Linked DNA regions of Zea mays: all the other regions are linked to region 3. The links are chromatin contacts, called in public Hi-C maps. All regions are on one chromosome and are shown on one strand. Each heading gives the region's core, a stretch centred on a gene start, on an enhancer-like site or on the middle of the called end of the contact. The rest is flanking DNA. Distances are from core to core; before and after follow the strand shown. Region 1 holds the start of LOC100283066 (sorbitol dehydrogenase homolog 1). Region 2 overlaps LOC109943490 (a long non-coding RNA gene). Region 3 holds the start of LOC103645193.

Region 1 (4,950 bases), core at 1,778-4,277, 320 kb after region 3:
CTCGCGAACTTTTGGCAATAAAAGGAGACTTCAAAATCCACAAATCGATTAAGACAATGGTACGACAACAGAAGCGAAAAAAGACGAAGTCCAAATTATTCCAAAACCACGGCAAACTGCCCATTCATCGAACTATAAAGTTTCTTTTCTGTCATTTTTATTCCAGGAGTTGTGGCCTGGGTGGGGGCAGGGGCATACGGCGACGGCGCCTAGACGGCTGGACCGAGAGGGAGGCGGCTTGCCCGCCTAGAGGTTGAACATGACTTTGATGGCATCGCGGCCGCGGGCGCTGACCTCGAAGGCCTCCTCCACGTCCCGCTGCGAGAAGCCGAAGCGGTGGGTGATGAGCGGCTTGACGTCCACCTTGCCGCTGCGCAGGAAGTCGATGCACAGCGGCCAGGTGTCCTTGTACCGGAACACGCCCACCACGTCCACCTCCCGCGCCGCCGCCGCCGTCAGGGGCAGCGTCATCTCGTTGTGGCCCATCCCGACCAGGCACACCTTCCCGCCGGGCCGCGTCGACTCCAGCGCCGTCGACATGGTCTTGCTGAACCCGGCGCAGTCCAGGCTGACGTCGATGTCCGAGCCCATGGCCGCGCGGATGCGCTCCACCTCGTCCGCCAGGTCCTCCACGCGGGGCGACACCCGCACCGCCGCGTCCGCGCCCAGCGACCTGGCCACGGCCAGGCGGTGGTCGTCCACGTCCACGACCACCACGCGCGGCGCGCCGAAGGCCCGCGCCGCCAGCAGCGACACCAGGCCGATGGGGCCGGCGCCCACCACGAGCACGCCCGTCTCGGGCCCCACCCCCGCGCGGCGGCACGCGTGCACGCCCACGCTCAGCGGCTCGCACATGGCGCCCTCCTCCAGGCTCACACCGTCGGGGAGCTTGAAGCACAGGTCGGCCGGGTGCACCACCTGGTTCGCCAGCGAGCCGTGCACCGGCGGGGTGGCGAAGAACTTCATGTCCTCGCACAGGTTGTACCGCCCGCCCTTGCAGTGGCGGCAGCGCCAGCAGCTGACGCCCGGCTCCAGCGCCACGCGGTCGCCCACGGACAGGTGCATCACGCCGGCGCCCACCTCCTCGACCACGCCCGCGCACTCGTGCCCGATCACCATCGGCTCCTTCACCACGAAGTGCGCGATGCGCATCTCCTGCGAGAATCGATGATGCGTAAAGGGTCGAAATCCATTAGCCGTGCAACAATTCCCGCGCCGTAGAATTACAGAGACATCGGATAGGATCGCGCACCCTGAGGTAGTGCACATCGCTGCCGCAAATCCCCACTGCCTTCATGCGCACGCGGACATCATAAGGGCCTGAAAATGCCAGCCAAAATTCACTGTCAGCATACTTATTATTCAGTTGTAATAAGTACTAATCTTCCGACCTAAAGAATTTCCTCACATGGTATGCGACCAGCCTACAAAAGTTCTGATATTCTATTTTGTTTTAGCACTTCAGGCCGTATTTGATTGCTACTTGGAACAGCTACATCCACCACACCTAAGTCCTAAATGAAAGCTGTTGATAAACTGCACCTCAGTAGCATTACACATAAGTTCAGTTCTTCTGAACTGAGATATGCGCTGTGCAACAGCAAGGGTGTTACCGTGTTAATAACTATAGAAGCTATTCCTGCAGCTCGAAACGACGGCTTCCTGAGTGGCTGCACTCAGGGGTGCTGTGCATCGCTGAGTTCATAGTGGCATGTCTCAAATGCTCATTTTTAATATCACGTACACCTTACAGATGCAATTCTCTCCAGTAAACGAAAAGAAATTGCGAACAGCAAAGTCTGTATGGCGCACTACTGATTTTATCTAATTCAGATCTGAACTTTGAAGTTACTGCAAATTCTGTCCTTTTATCTATATCTATACCCCATATACAACCCACCAGACTAAACTTTGAGAAACACTTCTAACCAAATCACCTCCAACTCATGACCTCCTCTAAATTCATCAAACAAATTGCACATATACATAACACACTTTCAAAACAAACGGTTAAAGTATAACCCTTCTCTTTCTTATTCAAACGTAATAACCGATATTATTATATCATTCTTCTTTACTCGTGCTTTTCTCATGCCTCACACATATAGTACAATTCTCCTCTCTCCCCGCGACCCTGCCACACCTCCCCTCACCGCCACCACCGGGTCCTCCCTCCTTCCCCGCTCTTCGGAACCGTAGCATTAGCACGGTTAATATTCTGCTAGCCTATTGAATGAGTGGGTTCCCTTGTGCTGGAGTAGTTAGGATCTTGGAAAAGATGCACTGATGTTTCCTGTACACGCGATCCAGTGCTGATGATACTGTAACTACCTTGTGCAATAAATAGTTCAATATCCCCCTTCTTTTGACCATAGATTTTTTTAATAAAAAGAACATACCGTTTCCTAAAAAACGAAGAAGAACATGCCCTACTAATTCCATCCCAAAAGGGAGGAAAACGCTGACGCTGATCCAAATCTTCGATATAGATTCCTGACTACATATTCGCCATCGTGTTCAGCACGTGCAAACACGATAAGACAATGCAAAAAAAGATGGGAACTTGGCAACTTGCAAGGCTGTACTGCAGGTGCAGGGTACCGATCGATTTGATAAAAAAAAAACTTATCGATCTCTCTGATTCCTAGAACAGAGCAAACAATAAGCAGCGAGAAAGAAGGATGGAACCGAGGCACGTACCGACGGGCGGGAGCTTGAAGGGCATGATCTTGAGGGTGTTCTTGGCAACCAGCCACGCCGCCATGTTCTCCTCCACCTCGCCGCCCGCCGCCGCCGCATCGCTCCCTTGCGCTCCCTTCCCCATTTCCCCTTGTCTCCTACTCGCTGCCTCACTCTCACTCTACTACTGACAGGAAGAGGGAGACCGTGTACGCAGATGAGAGCACTGGCACGGCAGGTGGGTGGGCGGGTGCGACGGATTTATAGCGGGGGGTGACGCCGGCGCCGATGCCGCCGCGGACGCAGACGGCATCTCTATTGTCCCCTTGCAGGCATGGAGTCCACGCCGCGCGGCCTGCGCTGTCATGCTTATCCGTCTCTATCTGTAACGACCAGGAGCAGGCGTCAGGCGAAGCGTGAGATTTTTTGGCCTGGACCTGGCCTTGGCTCGCTTCCCGCCTGGCATGTTTGGTTTGTGGCTAAATATACCACACTTTGCCTAAGGTTAGTCGTTCGAATTGAATAACTAACATTAGACAGAAAAGTTAGGCAAAGTGTGGCAACTGAGGTAGTGAACCAAACAAACAGTCACGCGCGCAGCCACTCGCCGCGGCGCCACAAGCCACAACTGATGAACTGAACCATCACTCCACCACCAGGATGAGTGCAGTGCAAGCACCTGTGACCTGTGGTCGCGCTCACAGAGTCGTCGTCGAGTCGAGGGCTGCTGGGCTGGTGACCACCATTCATCCGTTGGATACTGCTTTGGCTGCGAAATCTTCTGGATTGATGCGAAATGCAGTGGGCGGGGAGGCGTGTGATTAGAACATGCATGTCGGGCACGGTATCTGTCTGGAGAGCAGTAATCGAAACCGAAACAAACCGAAACGCGTATGGAATCAGATCTGGACACCATCTTCTTATCATATTTTAATCTAGATTCAGTACAAATCCTTTTGAATACGAATTCAAAATAAATATACTGGATTCAGGTTTCTATTCGAATGTTCACTTAATTTAACTCAGAGACCAGCGCGTGTATTATTGCTAAATTTAACATAGATAAATAGAATTTCATGACTAAGTTCATCGATAATTAACATGAAATAAAAATCAAAATAGCCTTATAATGGTCTCTAACATTGAAATAAACTAAATTATATTAGATACGGATATTTAATAAAACAATAGATAAACTGAATAAACTTAAATAAAATAAGCTAGTTACTCATAAATATTTAATATTTAGACATACCAAATAATCAATTATTATTTGTGTAATATTTACCATTGAACTAAAACAATATTATATTCCCAAAAAATAGACTATTAAAATAATTGACAACAACAGATACGTTAGGTTCAAATTAAATTAGAAAAATACTAAATTTATTTTAAATTCATGTATACTAATAGTATGAAATCAATATTGAAAGATATCGTAAATAGTTTCAATTTATTCTTAGTACTATTTAAATCCTTACTAATATCAAGTCGGAGTTTCGTCATGCATCATTCCCCTCCGTAAGCATTTATCGCGCGTCAGTGAATATATCAAAAAAAATGCAGCAGTTAGGATGCAAACCACCGTCTCAATTGCAGCTTATATTGATTTGCGTTATACAAAGAAAACCATATATCATATATAAAAACCGTAGTGATACATGGACAACTAAACTAGTCAAATAATTAGTCACTAGTTACGAAAAGAAAAACTTTCAAATAGGTTTATTATATCTTGTTCTCGAGATGAATATCGACTACTTTATATGTTTATCCAATACGGTTTTGGACCGGCTATAAAAAACAAATTCTAGTACATTTATTTAGTACTTATATTAGAAAAAAAATGAATACAGATAGCTATATTACAAGTTTTAGCGGATCGAATAATTCGAGTTCCCATCCAGACATCTATTTCTATCCCTGCGCGCGAGACGCTGGTATGTATGTGACACACGAAACGGTGGGTGACTCGACCGAAGGTGCCCTCATGTTTCGTCCACAGCATTTTGATATTCCGTCCGGAAGATGGCGACCTGCGATAGATAGCAGCGCGATGACGACCAAGGAAACGCGTCCTTTTTGTAGATTTTGTAGATAGAGTAGCTGCACGATGGATGCATGGCCTGCTGCAATTTCTAATTTCATTACTGGAATATAAAAAAGGGGGTTGTTTTTATCTGAACTGACGCAGGCCTCACCTATCCATTGGACGCACCGTCACATAGGCACATAGTCAAATGTTTTCTCTAGCTCTTGTCTTCAATA
Region 2 (4,631 bases), core at 999-3,498, 490 kb after region 3:
GCTACATTCTTTCTGTCAGGGCATTTGAATCCCATACTTTCAAAGAAGTCCGTAGCATTTTCTCGAGGACCATGATACACAATTTGCCCCTCACATAAAAGTATAATGTCGTCAAATAATTCCAATGTCTCAGGAGGTGGTTGCAGCAAGGAAATAACCATTGTGAGATCCATCAAATGGGCCATCTGTTGGAGAAACTTCATGATCTCAAATGTCGTGGAGCTATCTAGACCTGTTGATATATCATCCATAAAGAAGCACCTTGCTAGACCAACCAGCATCTCCCCTGCATTAAACAACATCACGTTAATGTATGCCAACTTAGGTTAGGTTCCAGTTAACTATATCTTTACTCTGTTCCTTATTCTAATATTCTGGTTAGTTAAGCATTCAATTTTAGAGCTACTCATTATTCGTTATCATGAAGATTCCTGCCCTGGTAAGAACCTTTTGCGTTCTTGAGGTGGTGGAATGTCAGTTAATGTGGCTTTGTTTCAGATTGAAGTGTGTGCTTCCAGTGGCAGCTAAATAAATCCTATAGCTATGTATTTTACAATCAGCCATGATAGGAATGCTTACCAATTGTGGCTCTTTTCTTTTGCCCTCCAGATATTCCTCTCCTCATCTCGTCTCCTACTAGGGTATCAGCACACTCAGACAGGCCAAGTATCTGCATACAATCAACTGTTACTATTGTATCATCAAGGTATACAGCAAATCAAACAAGTAACTAAATTACCTTGATAATGTAGTTTGTTGTGAGGTTGCTTCCTTCTCCAAAGGTGGTGGCCTGAGAGACGAGCTATTTGAGTAACCAAACAAAACATAATCCGGTCTTTCAAAAATCTTAGTAAAGAAGAGCTACCTTAATGAACGAATCAAGATCTTGGTCCACTTTATTGATGACACCCTTTTTTCTTCTTATTGCTTCTCCTAGCATCTCTGGATTTGTCATTCCGTACAAACAGGAAATTTGTGTCAGTATAGTTGCCATGGAAAATTTGATTTATCTGGAGTATCATGTAGATACTTTCTTCTTGAGTTTTAACGTGTTTGCCTTGTCATAAATTGCAGCACATTCCAATGACCTTCAAAATGGAAAGCTCACTATATGCAAGAGTATGTCTTACCGAATTCGTTATTGGTTCCGAACATCTTAGAAGAGAAGTTGATTGTCTCCCTCACTGTCATCTCAGCATGATGGAGATCATACTGGCTAACATAAGCACGCAGGTACTGCGGTGTTGAGTGATTCATTTCTTCTCCATTGTACATGACTTTTCCCTTGAACTGTTCACAGTCATTGGCAACATATATTTATGTTAGTTGATGCTTCACAGTATTGTCTGTTTTTTTTTGCCTCTTTTTATGTTGACAAATACTTTGGTTAGCATGAAAGCAACTCAGTGTACCTTCAAAGAAGAATCCAGTTTTCCTGCCAACGCTTTTAGAAGAGTCGTCTTGCCTGATCCAGGCGCTCCCAGAAGGAGCGTCATCCTGACAGAATGGGATATAAAATTCAGTATATATCTTAACGAATTACTCCCTTCGTCCTGAAATATGAGGGACCTAAGTTTATCCTAAGTCAAACTGTTGGCTAATAACAGACTATAAAATTCATACGCATGCATTTTTATTAACTTTTCCGCTAAATCTGATCAAGCGCTTATGTTTGACATACAACAGGATGCTGGGATCCAAGTCTGTGCGCATGAGGAGACATGTACCTTGACGGCCGGATGACCCCGCTTACTTCGTTTATGATTCTCATAGGTCTTTTCCTGGTAACACACATATGGACAGACGTCGCTAATTCCTGAAAGCAAAATAAACTCATCATCAGAAATCTCTCTCTCTCTCTCTCTCTTTTTCCCCGAATATGACCTACCAACTTTGCATTGTAAAACAAACACATGCATGCCATACACTTGTATTTTAGCTCTCGCTAAAGCACGCAGCAGCGTAACCGTAACGAGGCGCGGTATCCTTTCGATTCTGGACTGAACTCCATGTGTTCAATTCGAACTGGCCTAAGGTTGTCTGCAGATTTACAAACCCGCTTACAGTCGTGATTTTGTAATTTTTATTTATGTTTTTCTTACAGCATAGAACCTGCTGATGCATCAATGTCCCACTATCTATTTGGGCACAAGATGAGCCTCATTAATCATGAGGAATCTAGCAGACGTGTTGGGTTCTCTTGGTTCACTCCCAGCGCGCAGGGGGACGCCAAGAAGCACTACTGATGATGCGGCAGGCTGGGGGATCGGACAGGCCCACATTAAAGGCGGTCTCGTCAACGTCATGGTCTGCGCTGCTTCCTACCACGAGTAAATGAGGAACTCGAAGCTTGGCAAGACTGAGGAGAGAGAGAAGAAAAGCAGGCTATACTGCTATAGCCAGTTTAGTCACAAGTTGATCATAAATTAATAATAGAAAGCTAACTACAAAGATCCGCCAGCAATCCACTATACATTACTCTAATTGCTTCTTTCAACGTCCTAAATCTCAGGAAATACTATAAGATCCATGCATAGTGCCATAACTCTGAATGATGCAAGTGTTGTTTTAATATGGTCCAACGTACGTCGTACTAGTATTTGTTGTTTCAAACTTGCAGAATTTGATCTTTTTTTTATCGACAGTAGTAGATGGAACCAACCATGCTCTGCTAACTACTTCCTCTGTTTATTTGGAAAGAACATATATCTGACTTTTAGAGTGGTTAAACTTTTCTAATATACTGATATTAGGATGCGTAATAAGTAGATTAATCTATAATGGAATATGTTTTTTTAAAAACAAACATGTTTCGAACTATAAATATTGATATTATCAAATCTAGCCAGTTTTAAAAAGTTTAACCGGTGTACAAGCGCGGCTGCTAGCGAGATCGATACACGTTTCTCCTTGCACGGAGCTCCGGTGTAACCTAAAAACGCTACACGGACGGACGGACGTATTTATTGCGTGCACCTGTTGCTGCAGCTTGGATCGTTCGCAAGCACCTCAACGGAAAACGGATCAGAGCAAAGGTGTTTAGGATGGGAGGACAATCCATTCGACGTGTCTCACCAAATCCACAGCCCTTTTAATTTCTATCTTTCCGACGAACGAAATTATACGAAATCATATATGTAAAAAATAGGCAGATAGAAGTCGATCTTTTCGGGAAAAAAAGAAAAAAGAAAACTCCTTGCAGCTTGCAGCAGCAATGCTAATGCTATATGCATGCACCATCCATAGGAGGAAGGAGGAGAGACAAAGCCACAAAGAAAACCAAGGAAGGAATCAATGCGACGAACGGAACAGCTACTACTAGTGCATCGCGGCTGCGGCGGCGTACGTAGATGAAACACGACGACGACGACGGCGGCGGGGTCCGTCGTGTCGTTATTACCTGGGCGGCGTTGACGGCGGAGTTGAGCAGCGTCGGGACGGCGCGGCTGCCGACGCGGACGTCCGCCTCCACGGCGAGCCTCTCGAACCGCACCTCCACCTTGTGCGCCTCCACGCCCAGCCTGCGCTCCGACCATGCCAGCCAGTTCATCAGGGCCGGACTTTGCAACTCATATCTAGAATAATATGATAATAACAGATTGATCGATGCATGCAGCATGCATGTTACTATAGTTCATCTGTTGGCGCAATATATCACCTCTCTTTCTTCTCGCGAAGCATCCGGAGGAAGCCGCGGTTGTCGTCGTGGGTGAGCGGCGGCGGCTTCGTCGCGGCCGGCGCCGTCGTCGTGCCCACATCGTACCAGTCCTCGTCCTCGAGGCCGCCGACGCCGGCGAGCTCCATATCACCAGCGGACTATAGAAGCTAATTAACAGATCGAAACTATCTATCTACCTCTGCTGCAGGTACGTACGTCACGACGGCCGGGACGATGGCTCGCTATATATATACACACTAAGGCAATTTGGTACGGACTCCGGTTTCTAAATATTATTATATGCATATTTAAATTATTTATCCCTATTAAGTTCAAAGGAATGTGTAATCCGAAGGTAGGCGCTAGATGTTCGGAACGGGGAGTCGTGTGTTCGAATTTCAGTTGTGCAATATATTTTGCGCCCTGATGTGGAGAGTGCGCTGTGGGGGCGGGCGGCCGGGCTGGCGCTGGGCCCACAGGGCAGCGGACGCAGCTAGGCGCCGGCCGGTTGTTATTTTTGAAATTACATATATTGTTCTGCACATGTATGTATTTGTAAAGCTAACTCATGTACATAAATTATCTCTTTTGCGAGTAGAATACGACTTAAAACTTATGTTGAAGATGAAATATTATTTCCTGGCGAACTCTGGACAAAAACTAAGGATTTGGTATATGAAAGACGGTCATCATCCCAATATAATAGAGGGCTCCAGAGAACACTCTAAAAGGGGAGCATGTAGTCAACCACAAAAAAAATCTAGCAGTGGGCCTAGCTTCGTACCACGATCAATTCTGCTGCGCTGACAGCTAGGCGTGGGACACACATGGCATCAGACATAGCAATCACGGGCGGAGACGACGCACGGTGGAATTCTTCCGCCTACTTAAATATAGTAGAGATATATATATATCTTCTCGATGTGCTTGTGCGTTCTAATCGCGTCGATATTTGTCTGATACTCACGTTCAC
Region 3 (4,415 bases), core at 599-3,098:
CCCGACAAAAGGATTACCGATTACTATGTACTCCTCGTCAAGGACTACATCTTCACCGAGGCTCCCGGTTGCAACAAGGTGAAAGCAAATGTTTTATAGCATTCTGCATTATGTGAAAGCTGCACAATCCATGCCATGTCTCTTGAAACACTTGCTCAATCGCCTTTCCCATTGCATAATCTTGGTCTGTGTAGATTGTTTTGGGTTGCTTTCCACTATGTGCTTGTAGAAAAGTCTCAAATAGCCATTTGAAAGACTCAAATGTTTCATCATACATTAGAGCAGCACCAAAAACTATAGTTTGTCTAAACTGATTGAATCCAACAAAGACACCGAAAGGCCGGCTCTCTCTATTCGTCCCAAATGTAGTGTCAAACGAAACAATGTCACCAAAGTGTATATAATCGGCAATCATTCTAGCATCAGCCCAAAATATATTTGCAATCTTCTCTTCAGCATCCATTTGTGTCGCATATTGGAACGCCGGATTCTCTGTCATTTTATCCTGGAAATATTTGAGCATGCTTCCAGCTTGACCATATACCATCTCTCGTTGTCGCTTGCCACGCAAATAGTTTTTATGGTCACGAATGGTGTAACTCAAATTAAGCGGCCCACCCACTTGGCGACATGCTAATTCATGTGATGCTTTTGGTCCTATTCCCGAGTCATCAGCTGTTTCAATTTCAAAAGCTTGCAAATCTGAAATTTTCCTTTGTGACACCATCAAGTGGAATGTTTCTGGCAAGTGAAGGTTATGGTTGTGTTCTAAATTCAAATCATAAACTTTGTATCCACCAAACTCTTTATCTTTTACAAGTCCCATACGCACTTCACAATCCGTTCTAGTTTCAGCTCGATGACACTTTACTTCATACCCCTTTTTATCTTTCCCTCGATGACCTTGATTAGCACAAACAAATCTACATGACGTGACGTTTCCATCAATCTTACTTGTATTTGAGTACCTTTTTCTAACATCAAAACCTTTTTGACCACTATACGCTAACCAAAATCTCCAGCCCTCATCTGGGTTTCTGAATTTCATTCCAATACGAGGAATCAAACAGGGCAACACATTCTCCCTAAAAAAGACAACTAAAATTTAAAAGAAAGGAACAAATGGACCATGATATTAGGAATAAAAATAAAGTGGTGCATCTCACATGTTTGATCCGTTGGTCGCATCTTCCTCCATCTTTGCTTCTCAGCTTTTTGCCTTGTCTGTTGGTTGGTTTCCTTCGTCGCTGTCTCTCTGTATTTGGTGCTTTTTGCCCTGTCCGTTGGTTCCTTTTGTCACTGTCTCTCTGTATCTGGCGCCAAAACAGGCAGCCTTTCCCGCTGCTTTTTCCTCCGTTGCGCTGTGTTCCTAGATGAAAGAAATAAGAAACGAAGAAAAGAAGTGGGCCAGAATTACTCTGTTGGGCCGCTCCATACACTACTGAGGGAGAGGACAGCAGATCACCGTTGGTTTGAAGATCGACGAGCGCACGGCAGGCTGCCGTAAGGCAGCGGATCTGGTTCCAGTATAGTGTGTGCTGGGCGTGTGAAGGACCGAGAACACGGCCAGAAGAGGAGCGTGGGCGTGGTGAATGGAATCCAGAATTTTCTTTCGGAGAATTAACCCTTGAGCACAGGCAAATCTCTAGAAAACTAAAGCTCGTCAAAGACGTGCTAATTATTTTGCCGGATATTTTGGGTGATGACCGATGAGCACGCACTCAAATTTAGCTGAGGAACACAACAGAGACTAAACCGAAACGGTACTCTCCACCTCGATCTATCACAAAAGAGGCAAGATATACCAACTTAAAACTCACAGGGTGAACTCATGTGTGCAGCATGCATGGGGGGTGCCGACGACTCGATGAGGCGACCGCGGAGCCTAGCTCTCTGGGACTGGGACTGGGACTGGGACTGGGACTGGGACGGAAGCTTCTTCTCAAGCCCAGCCCGGCCAGCGCATGCATAATAAGATAACCGTAACCGGTCGAAGCACGCGACGCAAAGAGAACTCGCCGGCGGCTCTGACCGGCCGCTAGCAGTAGTATAATCGATGTGTGTGCTTTTCGGTGCCGCTGCGGCGTCGCCGTCGTCGGCCGTCACTGGGGCCGTGACTGCACCGACACACCAATGGCTCGTGTATTCAACGACGGATTATTAATAAATGTACGTAAGGGTCGTCATTAGCTAGAAAACAAAGGCCGGCCTGGTCGTGTCGTGCGTGCCTTCGATTGCGCATTTTGTTGAGCACACCAGTACACCACACCAGGCCAGTCTGCTGTTTCTTCTTCAGCGCACGCCCTGCTAGCTGCTGCAACGAAAACCTGAAGGTGAAGGTCTCGGACCCCTCGGTAGCCCTACACTGCAGCGGGGTAGGTGGCGAGGCGTGTCGCGTGTGCAGCACTGCAGCAGCAGCCTCTCCCGCGTCGGGTGAGGAGAGCACAGAGGAGGGGGTTGCTGTGCCTGTGCCCGGGCAGGTAGGTCATTCCTCTTTGTTCTTTTCGTCGCTCACGGTCGTCGGCCCTTCCTCCATCGGCTGTTGCGCTTTACCTGTCCGCCCCCGCCAGTGACGTGCGCGCGGCAATGCAGGTGCGCGCGGCAATACTTTTCTTCCCCCCGTGCGCTCTCCTTTACGTTTTGTTTTTGTTGGAGGAGCCGAGGAGGAAGAGTCAGCGGTCCAAGGTAAACGCTCTGCCCCTGGCGAATAAACGCTACGTCTATACGCGTCCCAGCATGTGCGGCGCGTCGGAAAGCAAACGAACAAACAACAGGGCACGCGCGTTCGGCTGACAACTACGGCTTGACGAGATGTTCATAGCTCGTCTGCTACTTCGGTTCGTGGTCAGTTATATCAGTTCGTTTGAATTTTTTTACGAGCTGAGATGACATTCTAGTTCGGTTTGTTAACGAGCCAACTCGCAAGCTAAACGAGCTAATATGTTTCAACAAAATAAAACTATATGTATATCATTTATGTAATAATTGATGAACATATTATATTTATGTATGGTGTATATGTCATATGAGTTAAACTAATGATTGATAAACTATGACTATATGTTAAATTAGTCTATGTGAATATAACTATGGTTAAACCGATGAATATGTGTGTGAATTGTGAATTGATGAGTTATGTTCATTTGGTGTTACATTGACGTGGTCTGTGAAACTATGTGTATAATTATTATTTCTATTGTTAAATTAGTTTCGAATTAACTATAAATTGATCATTATATATATTGTTCGTTTTGCTCTGACTGTCGAGCTAAACGAGTTAGATTGAGCTCATAAACGAGCCGAGCTGACTATGTGGCTCGTCGGCTTAATGAGTCGAGCCAAGCCAATTCGTTAGCTTAACGGGCCAGCTCGAACTCGGACGAGCTGAGCCGAGTTGGCTCGATATCGAACCCTAAGTAGCACACTACAAACGTCTGGGTGGATCTGTGTTCCGGAGTCTGCTGGGAGACGCTGGTATGTTAATTAGACTCGACTAGAGATGTCAATGGGAATCCAATCCCCGATTCCTCGTGAGGAATTCCTCCATTAAAAGATGTAGACGTGGAAGTTTCTTCCCCACATAGATGTAAACGGTGAAATTCTTCCTCAACGAATAAACGGGGACCCGTTAAATTTACATGTAATGTAATAATTAATGATAAATATATATAATTAACTTATGAAGAGATCACTTATTATATAAATGCGTTTATTTTGATGTATATATAAAGCAATCGATTCAACACGACAGACTCCGACGGAAATACATATACCCGGCCCATATAATGGTTCGGGTTCGGGCTCTAACCCAACCAAAAGGAAGCCGAAACTGGTGAATCTGAAATTGTTGGTTTGCCACTCGTGTAGTTCATCTTTTTTTTTGGTCTCCGAACTTGAAAAGCTCCACGCTACTGCAGTAAACGGTACTGGTACAGTGTTTTGGAGGAGCTAGAGCCACCGGAAGCTATACCAGAGATCAGTTACTGAAAGGTTCCAAACAAATGACCAAAAAAAAAAAAACAAAACAAATTGCCTTACCCATGGTAAGAAGGCGTTCTATCATAACTAGAGATCTGTTACTGAAAGGTGGTTCGTTGACAAATCAAAAGAGGTTCCTGACGGGCCAGATCCGAACTCCCGTAATGGGCCACGGCAACAAACGAGGGCCGATAAAAGTAGAAGAGCTCCGCCCATGGGCCAGAAAGACAGAACATGCCTGCATAGGATGGGAGAAGGAGATCATGGGCCACAGCCCAGATTCTCCAGAAGAAGAAGGGCGCCCGTAAAGTGAGTGATGATCAACAGCAGCTACCACCGCGTCTTACACTTTGGCGACACAGCTGCTATAGTGCTATGCCGCCCACCAGGCCACCAGTCGCCTACAGTAGCATTTCGGGGGGCTCTCCGAGGATACA

What was found. A called contact is a pair of places that touch in the nucleus more often than the background predicts.
Region 1: a contact with region 3 is called in a Hi-C map of tassel, with 4 times the contacts expected there. The contact joins the promoter of LOC100283066 here to the promoter of LOC103645193 in region 3. A contact is called at or near these places in 5 of 25 Hi-C or Micro-C datasets (bundle sheath, ear, endosperm and 2 more).
Region 2: a Hi-C map of tassel shows a contact between it and region 3, with 2.6 times the contacts expected there. The contact joins the enhancer-like site here to the promoter of LOC103645193 in region 3. A contact is called at or near these places in 2 of 25 Hi-C or Micro-C datasets (leaf and tassel).

What each region holds. Positions count from the first base shown.
Region 1 is chr1:201,607,769-201,612,718 of Zm-B73-REFERENCE-NAM-5.0, reverse strand. It overlaps LOC100283066 (sorbitol dehydrogenase homolog 1), which reads right to left and starts at 3,027. Exons shown (of 3, transcript NM_001155968.2): 1 at 2,701-3,027; 2 at 1,253-1,320; 3 at 27-1,155. The coding sequence starts at 2,824. The coding sequence ends at 247.
Region 2 is chr1:201,431,763-201,436,393 of Zm-B73-REFERENCE-NAM-5.0, reverse strand. It overlaps LOC109943490 (a long non-coding RNA gene), which reads left to right. Exons shown (of 6, transcript XR_004855452.1): 4 at 1-706; 5 at 1,075-1,233; 6 at 1,687-2,545. Among protein-coding and RNA genes, the nearest start is that of LOC109943490, 7.3 kb to the left of the region's middle. Within about 2 kb of position 2,248, at least 13 of the 20 cell types and tissues checked have an H3K27ac peak or open chromatin away from gene starts, as enhancers often do. A contact at or near this core is called in tassel, where this site is marked.
Region 3 is chr1:201,924,861-201,929,275 of Zm-B73-REFERENCE-NAM-5.0, reverse strand. It overlaps LOC103645193, which reads right to left and starts at 1,848. Exons shown (of 5, transcript XM_023300874.1): 1 at 1,840-1,848; 2 at 1,466-1,645; 3 at 1,167-1,361. The coding sequence starts at 1,848. LOC109943721 (a long non-coding RNA gene) reads left to right here and starts at 2,205. Exons shown (of 2, transcript XR_002266805.1): 1 at 2,205-2,480; 2 at 2,593-3,039.